Regions from separate parts of the Bos taurus genome. Here region 2 is linked to region 1. The links are chromatin contacts, called in public Hi-C maps. All regions are on one chromosome and are shown on one strand. The core of a region is the stretch at or near the end of the contact, and the rest is flanking DNA. Distances in the headings are between cores, read along the strand shown. Region 1 has its middle 110 kb from the start of SPRING1. Region 2 holds the start of MED13L (mediator complex subunit 13L).

Evidence for each region. Hi-C and Micro-C count contacts between places; a contact is called where the count stands out from the background.
Region 2: a Hi-C map of an unstated tissue shows a contact between it and region 1, with 2.8 times the contacts expected there. The contact joins the promoter of MED13L here to the enhancer-like site in region 1. A contact is called at or near these places in 2 of 11 Hi-C or Micro-C datasets (liver and an unstated tissue).

The regions. Positions count from the first base shown.
Region 1 is chr17:58,358,329-58,364,043 of ARS-UCD2.0, reverse strand. It overlaps a transcript of SPRING1 not described here. Among named protein-coding and RNA genes, the nearest start is that of SPRING1, 110 kb to the right of the region's middle. Within about 2 kb of position 4,098, at least 10 of the 102 cell types and tissues checked have an H3K27ac peak or open chromatin away from gene starts, as enhancers often do.
Region 2 is chr17:58,608,106-58,613,282 of ARS-UCD2.0, reverse strand. MED13L (mediator complex subunit 13L) reads right to left here and starts at 2,255. Exons shown (of 31, transcript NM_001369918.1): 1 at 2,078-2,255. The coding sequence starts at 2,149.

The DNA.
Region 1 (5,715 bases), core at 2,849-5,348:
TAGCACTAGTTTTACTGGGAAAACTAACCTGTGACTGGGGTAGGCTGGTTTCTACTCCTGCTGTTTATTTCAGGGGTGTGTTTTCAAACTCCAAAGACAAAGGAAGCTTTGACTTTCCTTTGTCAAGCCTCATTTCAATCTATTTAGTGTCTATGCAAATGGAAGAGCCCGTTCATGAACTGAGAAAGACTCCTGGAGATTAAACAGATGGGAAAGATGAGATAAGATGGTCCCCTTGGATACTCTTAAAGGGTGAAGTCTTAAAGTAGTGAAGTCTTGGTGTTCATCCAGAGAGATTAGCTGGGGATCACTTCACTAACTTTGGTCAGAAAGATAAGACCCAAAGCAGGGCTGGGGGAAATTTTACCCCATCCAAAACTGGAATAAGGCTGATTTCACAAAGAGATTTCCCTGCTCCAGAGTCCTTGTCACTCAGCTTCTGTCTCCAGCCATCTAGCAGTTCAGGTTAAAGAAAAACTCCTTCCAATTAGTACTCAGGGACTAACCAGGCCTTGGGGATCCAACCCAGGGAAAAAGGCTGCTTCTACTTCTTGGAGGCTTAAGTGGAACATGCAAATCATTGTGTTAGAATTATCAGCAGAACTGCATTTTTCACTTTGTTTAAAGTGAGCTTGGATGGGGAGACACATGTGCACTCGTAGGTGATTTGTGCCAATGTATGGCAAAAACCACTACCATATTATAAAGAAATCATCCTCAAATTAAAATTAATTAATTATTTTTAATGATTATTTGCTAATAATGGCAATAACACCTACCTCTATGCACAACCATATTATCTACCTGTTTATTCCCCACCTCCACACCACCACAAGCTACAGGAGATCAGAGACCCGGGTTGTCCACTTCTTGCTGCTTCCCCTGCACCCAGCCCAGTGGGCTCCAGAACAACTTCCTGAATGAATGAATGAATGAGTGATAAATGATAACAGCAACCTTTTAGGGGCACCTACTCCAGGCAGGCACTGTCCATTATTTCACGTCCTCCTTCAGCTTCCCTTGAGGGAAGGGTGGTTGTCTTGGTTTTACAGAGATTAGAAAATTTGCCCCAAATCTCAGACTCTCTAAGGGGCAGAATCCAATTTCAAACCCAGCCTGTCGGACTCACATAAACTCCTCTTTAATACTAAGCACAAAATTGGCCACAGAGGGGTCGGGGGAGACCACCCACCCTTTTTGTCTTTCCTGAGATAAGAGGGTTTTCTTAAGGGCCTTGAAGACCAGAGTCTAAAACTCTACACTGCTCTGCTGAGCCTGGACCCAGCTTTGCAGCCCCACCCAGAAACCTCTGCTTAGGCCAGGGTTCCTGTCCCACTTCTGTGGCCTGGGAACTTGCGGGGAAAGGGCAATTAAATTAACGGGGTCACGGAAAGAGGAGGAGGGTGAGAAGCTGGTGGCCGAATCCAGAAAGACCAGATTTCAATTTGCATAATAATTTTGTTAGCAACAATAGGCATCCAGGACATCTATTTAAAGGCTGTAATGTTAATTTAATGGGAAAAAAGCTAATACAATTCCCCTAGAATTTTTCAATTAAATTAATGTGATGGGCTTTAATGGATAGCTTAAGTAAAGAGCGTGAATTGGAGAAATATTGCATAAATTATACATACACTTATATATATGCCGCCCATATATATAATCTCTCTGCTCTAAGGTTCTGACATATTGAGAGGCCCTATGCTTAAATCTGGCAACCAGTTATAACTCTATTTCAATTAAAGTGACCCTTTTATTATCCAGAGAAGGGGAGGGTTTCTTCCTGTGGGGTTTCTTCAAACCCCTACCCTTCAACAACACACCAGGAGACTACAGTCTTAAAGAAACAGAGGATTCACTGAACGATAGGCCGTGACAGGAGAGTGCACAAAAAGTCGATGATAATGAGACATCTCGCAACATAAAAGCCTCTTCCTCGATCCCTGCTCCCTAAAGACATCTAACGGGAGAGCAAATAAAATGGACTGAGTTTCAAGAACCACTTTACTTTCTTGAGCATGAATTTATTCACACGTCTCATTCAGTGAGTGCGAACTGAACAGCCAGTAAACTCTGGATACCGTTGTGGACGCTTCCGGGAATGTCAGAGTGAGCGATCAGACGTGATCCCTGCCTCGCAAAAACATCCAGGCTGTGTTCAGTTATGCTCTTCATGCTTCTGTATTGTCACTTGTTAAAGATGATGATATTAAAAGACGCTTACTCCTTGGAAGGAAAGTTATGACCAACCTAGACAGCATATTAAAAAGCAGAGACGTTACTTTGCCAACAAAGGTCCGTCTAGTCAAGGCTATGATTTTTCCAGTAGTCACGTATGGATGTGAGAGTTGGACTGTGAAGAAAGCTGAGCACCAAAGAATTGATGCTTTTGAACTGTGGTGTTGGAGAAGACTCTTGAGAGTCCCTTGGACTTCAAGGAGATCCAACCAGTCCATCCTAAAGGAGATCAGTTCTGAGTGTTCATTGGAAGGACTGATGTTGAAGCTGAAACTCCAATACTTTGGCCACCTGATGCGAAGAACTGACTCATCTGAAAAGACCCTGATGCTTGGAAAGATTGAAGGCCGGAGGACCCTTCTCCTGCCTCATGACAAAGGACCCTCCTGACAGAGGATGAGATGGTTGAATGGCATCACCGACTCAGTGGACATGAGTTGGGTGAACTCTGGGAGTTGGTGATGGACAGGGAAGCCTGGAGTGCTGTGGTCCATGGGGTTGCAAAGAGCTGGACATGACTGAGTGACTGAACTGAACTGAAAGATGATGACTGCAGGAGCCACAGGTCGCTGTCCAAGATGGTCCCCAATAACCTCACCACCTTGTTTTCTTACCTTTGTGTGGGACTCTCCCTCACTGAAGAGTGGAGCCAGTAGGATATGCAGAAATGGAGGAGGTGATTGCTAAGCCAAGATCATAAAGGATATCGCAGCCTCCTCTTTCTTCTCTGTCTCTCTCCCTCTCTCAGCTCATTTGCTCTGAGGGAAGCCGGCCACCAGGTTGTGAGGATGCTCAAGCAGCCCGAGGGGGAGGCCTATCTGGGGGAGGGACTGAGACCCCTTGCATCATCTTGCCAACAGCCATGTGAGTGAGTCACTTGGAGCAGATCCTTCAGCCCCAGCCAAGCCATCAGATGAGACAGCAGTCCCAGCTTCCATCTCACCCTCTTGAGAGATCAGGAGTCAGAACAACTTTGCTAATCATCCTTGGGTTTCTGACCTGCAGAAACTGCACAAGATGAAAATGTTTATCGTTGCTTTAAGCGTCTAAGTGTCGGAATAATCTGTAATGCCCCAATAAATAGCAGACACAAGTCTCCCCATTCAGCTAGCCTTGGGTGAAATCACAATGGAGGCAAAGTTGGTCCTCTCTTCAGGGTCCACACCGGCTTCCATTCGCCTTTCCCATTCCCTTTACCAAGGTCACATTCTCTGCTCCTTTGCTTAAGCTCTGACCTGATGCACAGGCTCAAAGCCTAACTGACCATTCTCAAGGGTATTGTCATTGTAATTAAAGTCTTTCGAAAAATCAAAAAGGATTTCAGATACTAAGAAACAAAGGTCTCCAGGTGAAATCTCAGGAAACTGAGGAGCTGTTAGGTACTGGGAGCACTTAGAGATCCTTACCTCACTTCTCCCAGGGGCCCATGCTTGTTACTCAGTTTCAGCAGCCAAAACAGAAAGGGCTCACAAGTGCTAACACTGACTCATTTCCAGTTTTTAGCATCAGTCTTTGTTTCCGTGGGCAACTTTTCTCCCTCACAGACTATGAGTTCATGAATTGCTGATACAAAAGATAAATAGCTAAGTGAGGTTTATATTGATTCAACTCCAGAATGGACCAGCAGTGAAGCCCTGGCTGTATCAGTCCACAGAGGTAGCTGTGAACTTGCAGGGAGCCCCAGACTGAGTCTTGGCTCGTGCATGAACACGAGTGAGTCCAAGCATCTCTCCGAGCCCATTTTCTCTTTCGTAAAGTGGGGATATTAATAGCTGTCTCACGAAGGTAGGAGGGAGCTTGGCACGTAGGAAGAGCTGAATGCACACTGCTCTTGTACAGCACCCTGCAGAGAGCGCGGCAGAGGCAGCAGGAAATAGCCTTTCTGCTCAGCATCCAGCAAACTATCTCACTGAGCCTCACAAGAGCTGACACCTAAGGGAGAGGGCAGGTCTGCTGTGTCTGATGGTCAGTGCTCTCTGACTGGCAAGCCGGACTCCAGGGGGCTGCCCAGCTACCAGCAGCTCTGCTGCCCGCCCGTGCAGGTGGGCCCTCTGGGCTGTTTCCCAAGGGGGTTTCCCTCTGAGACAGACTGCTGAGTTGGCCCCTTTCCCAGGAGGCATGAGGGCAACATCAAGGGGAGTAGGGAAGCCAGAGCTCCACAGGGTGGAGTGCAACGCCCTCCCTGTTGGGACTGACTCCCATCTGAAGTGGAGGCAGGCTGAATCTTTAAGGGCAGCACATTTAGGAAAGTCATGTAGGGGTTGGGAGGGCTGTGTCTAGAGCATACCACCCATAGGATGCCCCAAGCACCCAGATGCTTGGGTCCTTCTCCTGGTTTGTACAAACCAAGGTAAGAGAGCTGCTGCTCCACAGAGTCAGAAAGATGTGACTTGAGGGTTACCCCAGCCGTCTCCGCCACTGTGTGGATAAAGTCTGTCTGCAGGAAGAGAGAGCAGGGCACACAGTTCCTACTTCTCAACCATTTCCTTCCCTTTTTGAGCAGACAGCTGGGTCCTTGTCCTCTGCAGCATGGTTCATCACTGTCCGTGAATGATCAATAGTAGAATCCAAACAAAATTCACTAGGGAAATGAGTACTGACATCCTGTCTTATAAGTGAAAGTAGGCAGGTTGTGTTACAGAAATCAGGCAGCCAATGAGAGAATCAAGGACTTTGTTGTCCTTGATAGGAGATGCTCTTTGCAGCGGAGGCTGTGATGGAGTGATGATCCTGATAGTATCTGTTGACTCTCCCCCACATCCCTGCATCCATACATCAGCTTGTTCACCTATCCATTCATCCATTCATGCATCCACCCATTCATCAATGCACCAACCAATTGATCCATCTATTCATCCATCCACCCGTCTATTCTTCTATCCACCTACCTATCCGTGTGTCTATCCATCCATGTATCCATCCACCCACGTATCCATCAATCCATCATTCATTCAATCATTCACTCATTCACTTGGCAAGAGTTTATGGAGTACCTAGGACATCCGTGGCCCTATGGGATTCCCCATTCAATGCGCACTTAACTGAGAGCCTACTCTATGCCTGCTGTGCTACCTGCTGGTCTGTGGAAGGGAATATGCCAGGGACCTCCAAGGAGTTTACAGTCTGGTTATGGGTGGGGGATAAAAAAGTAAACACCTGTTAGAGTGAAAGGAGTCTAGAGAAACACAGAGGAGACCAAATCGTCTGTGATTCAAACTGGCCCACAGCAGTGACGATGGGGCTGCCCAGAGCCTCTCAGTGTCCGCCTGAGCACCCCTGAAAGTAATGGTGCATCTGCTGAAGAGCTGGTGAGGGGCAGCAGAGATAACTCGCCACTGTTCCACCTGACCAGCACCTTTAGGGAGAATAATAAGTGCTCTTCCATTGTCAGCCACGTGGTTCAGGCAGACCTGACCTCACTCATCTGCTCCAGGTCTGGCCAAGCAGAGAACCAAATACTTCTGGCTGGAGGAATGA
Region 2 (5,177 bases), core at 1,006-3,505, 250 kb before region 1:
AAAACATTTAAACATCTTTAGAAACATTATAATTCTTACTTAAGCTTTAAAAAAAAAGGGATAAAAAAAGAAATGATATATACTAAAGACTGGCTACACATGTATTTTCATTCCTACATGAAAGGTACTGTATACAAAATAGCCACATATATACAAGACATTATCAGTCAGCATGATATATGGTAATTTGGGGGAATCTCTCCTCACTAACACTGATCTATTTGGTCATTTTAATTTCCTGATAAAGTGTCAATGCGGTCACCAGTCACCAAACAAAAACCATTTAAATACCCCTTAGTCAATGTCTGCTAACCTATGGAAGTCCCTGAGAATCTGAGTGATACTAAATGAGAGACTGAGAGAAGAAAAAAAGCAAGGGGAAGTTATCACAGGACTGAAAGGGAGAATCACAACTTGTAACTGAATTTTAAGATTAAATATCCAAAAAAAATGTGGGGAGGAAAAAAACTGACCTGCCATTACTACAGTAAAAGCACAGATACTATGTCACTCGGTCTCAGAAGGTAAAAATAGCTTGTCTTCATTTTTTTTAATCTGTATAATGAAATATATTTAATAAAGCTTCCATTTGAAAAGTTGGCAAGAATTTGTATTTCTCCACTAGTCTCTAAGGGAAAAAAAAAAAAGCATCTATGCTACCCATAATTAAATGTAACTAATTACAATTTGAACACTAAATTATGTATCCAGTGTAAACAAAGATTAAGAGGAAATAAAGCTCTATGTACAGGAGATGTTATGGAAAACAATTTCCAAAATGCATCTTCTCTAAAGGCAGTCCCCCAAAAAGGGTACACCACTTAAACAAAGTTAGGTTTTTTAAAGTCTAAATTAAACAAACCGTTCAGCCAATTTTCCAATTATATTCCACGCTTGAAACATAATTGCCTTACATCTGTTTACAAATCTTTGCTCAATATTTAAACAAATTCGTAGTCTCCCGGGCACATAGCTATACATACAGTTACTCATGCACAAAGCACATATTTAAAGACCACGCACTGCAATTATTAGTCTAAACGCCAGGTTTAACAACGTGAATGTTTTCAGAGCTAGGTAATACGACCCAATAAAAAAAAGCAAAGATGGCATTTACCACCAAATGTCACTGCCACCGCCAGGAAAGAGTTGCTGGAACCCTATACATTTTTAATTTCGATGAATCTAGACGCCGTCGTCGAATGCCAGGCTTCCAGGAGAACAATTGACACCCTAACTGCTTTAAGATTAAGGCAGGCGATTCAAATCCAAAGGAAAAGTTGTCAATTATTAGAGAGAGAGCGCGAGAGAGGCGAAGGCAGATAAAAGCGATGTTATCAAACCGCCCAGCTTGTTGCTTTGTGTGTGTGTGTGTGTGGATTCGTTGTGAGCAGAGAGAAAACAGTTTTTAAAAGACACAGGAGGAGAGAAAGAAAAAAAAGCTTTCTCCACCTTCCGTCGGCTCGGTGCAATGGCTTTAAGGCTCTCCAGCGTAGTAAGCCCCGAGAGGCAGGCGGCTGTCGATGTTTACAATCGCCGGAGCTTCGGGTGCAAGAGTCCTTTACTGACACAATCGCATTCAATCAACTGTTTTCGGGCGAAATTGCAGGTGTCATTATGGAATTTTTTAAAAAATTTAAAAGGCGGGCGGGCGGGCAGCCGATCCGACACAAGGGGGAAAAAAGCTGCTTATCGCAGGCGCGGGCAACACAAGGCAAAAGCCTTCCACATTTAGGAGGGGAAAAGAGGGGGAAAGGGAGGGGAAGGGGAGTGCGACTGCAACAGAGGGTGGGCGTTCGAAGTGCGACCCAGAATCCGCAGCTTTGAGACTTCCACATGCAAATTCCACGCCGAGCGCCGCGCTCACAAATGATTTTTAAAGAGCCAAATAAACACTGGATGGGATCCAAGGCGAGGGAGAGACGATCCAAAAGGGGGAGAATCGGCAAGAGAGAACGGCGGGGAGAGGCGAGGGAGGGGCGAAGTCCCGGCGGCGGGAGGAGAAAGTTGGTCGGCGGCGGAGGTCGACCCCCCCCACCCCACGGCACAGCCCCCTCCCCGCAGCCCGGCTACTCACCAGCGAGAAGAGGTTGGAGTGACAATCCTCCAGGCTCGCCCCGTTCGCCACCCAGTTCGCTGCCGCAGTCATGATCCTCCGCGAGCCCGGCCGCCAGAGCGGGGCATGTCGGAGCGAGGCGTCCGAGGCGAGGCCGGGCCGGGCGGCGGCGCCTCGCCGGGGAGCGTGGGGCGGCCCGGCCGCCGCCGCCGCCGGGGGAGGACGCGAGGGCCGGCGGGCGGGCGGGAGGCGCCGCGGCGACGCCGCGCCGGGGGCGGCGGGCCCGGGCCGGCGGGGGGGTCCGCGGCGGCCGCGCGGCTCCTTCCTGCTCGGGCGGCGGCGGCGGCTGCTCCCGCGGCGGCGGGGGGCGCTGTCCGCGCGGCCCGGCGCCCTCCCCGCCTCTCAGGGCCCCCGCTGCCTCCCGGGCCGGCGCTGCGGGCCGGCCGCCGCCTCCGCCTTCCCTGTTCCTCAGCCGCCGCCGCCGCTGCTGCCGCCGCCTTGTTTATCTCCAGCCACCGACTCCCCCTCAGCCCCCGCCGGCGCGTGAGGGGAGGCGAGCCCTGGAGTCGCCGCCGCCGCTTCGGAGCCGCCGCCGCCGCGGAGCGCGAACTCGCGAAGGGGGGGGTGCGGACGAAGCCAGCGGGCGACCCCGGCAGCCGAGCGACGTCCCCTCCTTCCTCTTCCTCCCCCACCCCCCCCTCCTCCCCAGTCAGCCTCGCTTCTCCTCCCTCCCCGGGCTCGCTCGCTCTGACAGCAATGGCGGCCGCCGACCGCGGCTCGGCCCGCCATTGGCTGGAGCCTTGTCACGTGACGGGCGCCGGCTGCTCGGGGGGGGAAATGGAGGGGGCGGGGGAGGGGCCGGAGCGGCGGCCGCGGCTGTTCGCTGGTGGCGCTGCTGAGCCGAGTGCGGCTGGATTCTCCGGCGGAGAGAGGGAGGGAGACGGAGACAGAGAGGGAGAGAAAGAAGTGCGGGCGGCGCGGCTCCGAGGCGGGCGGGCAGTCAGCCGCCGCGCCGGCCGCCCCGCGCCCCGCCCCCTCGGGTGCACGAATCTTTGCCGGGCGCGACCGCGAGCCCCGGGAACGCCCGTGGCCGTAGCTGTGGAGGGCTCGGGGCCCCTTGCCTGTGCCCTCGCTCGCCCCGGCCGACTGGGTGGCAGAGGCCCGCCATGGGCCAGACAGCAGATCCAAGTGCTTCGGAGTGTCTCCTTGAGGTGTCACTCCGTGGTCCGCGTTTTGCAGATGAGAAAACTGAAGCACAAAGAGCTTAAGACACTTACCCGAGGTCGCTCAGCTGGAAAGAGGAGGGGGTGGGATTCGAACCCCTGCGCTCAGGCACACAGCGAAGCGAAGCTCTTGCATTAAGATTTTAAAGCCTAGCCCAGGAAGTGCTTATTGTGTACCATGCACTATGCACTGAATCCAGAAATGCCTTTTAAGCCCTTACTCGTAGGCGCTGTGTGCATGCATGCATGCATTGCAGAAATGCTTTCTGACCTCTTGCTTTGTGCCAGGATATAAATATATGTGTTTTTTAAACTACCAGACACTTCTGGGGTGGATTTGGGGCAGACTTTCCCGCCTGGCTCCATTCAGTCAATAACCAACATTTCCCAAGCATAACAGCGTGGGAGTCCAGAGAAATAACAGTATGAGGAGGCTCTCTATCAGACCTCAGAGCTCATGCTCCCCGCGAAGGTGGGAAGGAGATAACTTCTTCATTAACAAGCCCGCAAACGTGGAAAAGCCAGGTGGATTGGATTAAAACAGGGACGAATGGAAAACAAGAAAGAAGCAATGTGATAAAAGGAGAACAGTATTAGATATATGAATTGAGCTTTGGAATTACCACAAATTACTGCTAAAGCAAAACTCAGGAGTAGCATGTTATAATGTGTATTATCATGACTGACACTACGGTATAACGAATGTACCTACATTATTTCACATAGTCCTCAGAACAACCGCATTAAGATACTGTTATTATCCTTAGACTGTAAGTCAAAGCTCAGAAGTGCAGTGACACCTCCAAGCTCTCCCGTTAGTGAGCGGCTCAAGCCCAGGTGTATCTGGCTTCAGAGCCCAAGCCTGAGTCCAGAAGGTTGTGTCAACAAGTGCCTATAGATGACTCTGGCACCTATGGTTGTATTACCTTGTCACAACAGTTTAACTCTCTGAGCCTCATGTCCCAGTCTGTCAGAAAGAGATCCCAGTTGCTGACCCGCTGACTTCAGAGCAATTTCATGCATTTCTATTAAGATGTATTGATGCAAATGGGGGGAAAAGAGCACTTTTTCAACATGCATGATGTTACTTGGGTCTGAGCAATCAGAGTGATGGTCTATCATATCCAGGTGTGTTTCTATGCCAGGAGGCTTTCATCTTACATAACTGGTCAACAAATTCTCATTCTTCAGTAAGTTGTTTTTTTTTAAGTCTCCCAAAGCAACCTAATTGAAAAATGATAAAAGGACATGGACAGTTTACAGAGTAGGAAAGACATATTGCTCTTAAATATATAAAAAGATGTTCAACCTCACTTGTTGCAATGGACAGAGTGTTTGTGTTTCCCTAGAATTAATCTGCTGAAACTTTCATCCCCAGTGTGATGGTATGTGGAGATAGAGCTTTTGGCAGGTAATTAGTTTACAAGGGTGTGGCCCTCATGATTGCAGTAGTGCCCTTGTAAGAAGAGACAGCAAAGACTTCCAGCCTTCAAACGCTCTCCCTCCCTCCTTCTTTCTCTTTCTCTCCCTGCCTACTTTGCCCTCCCCCACCTCAACTGGCTCTGCCCTGTGAAGACAAAAACCAAGAAAAGCATTCTTACAAGAAACCAAATTGGCTAGCACCTTGATCTTAGACTTACCAACCTCCAGAACTGTGACAAATAAATTTCTCTTTTATTTGTTTAAGCAAGTCAGTCTATGGTAATTTGTTGGAGCGGCCCAACAAGCGGACTGAGACACTCATCATAAGAAAAACAGAAATTAAAGCTATAATAAGTATTGACAATATTTTAAAAGCTTAGGCAACTGTGAAGGGAAGCAGAACTCGTACACGCTGTCAGTGGGAATATAAATTAGCACTGCAGCTTTGGGTGTCAATTTGGAAAAGAGCAAAATTT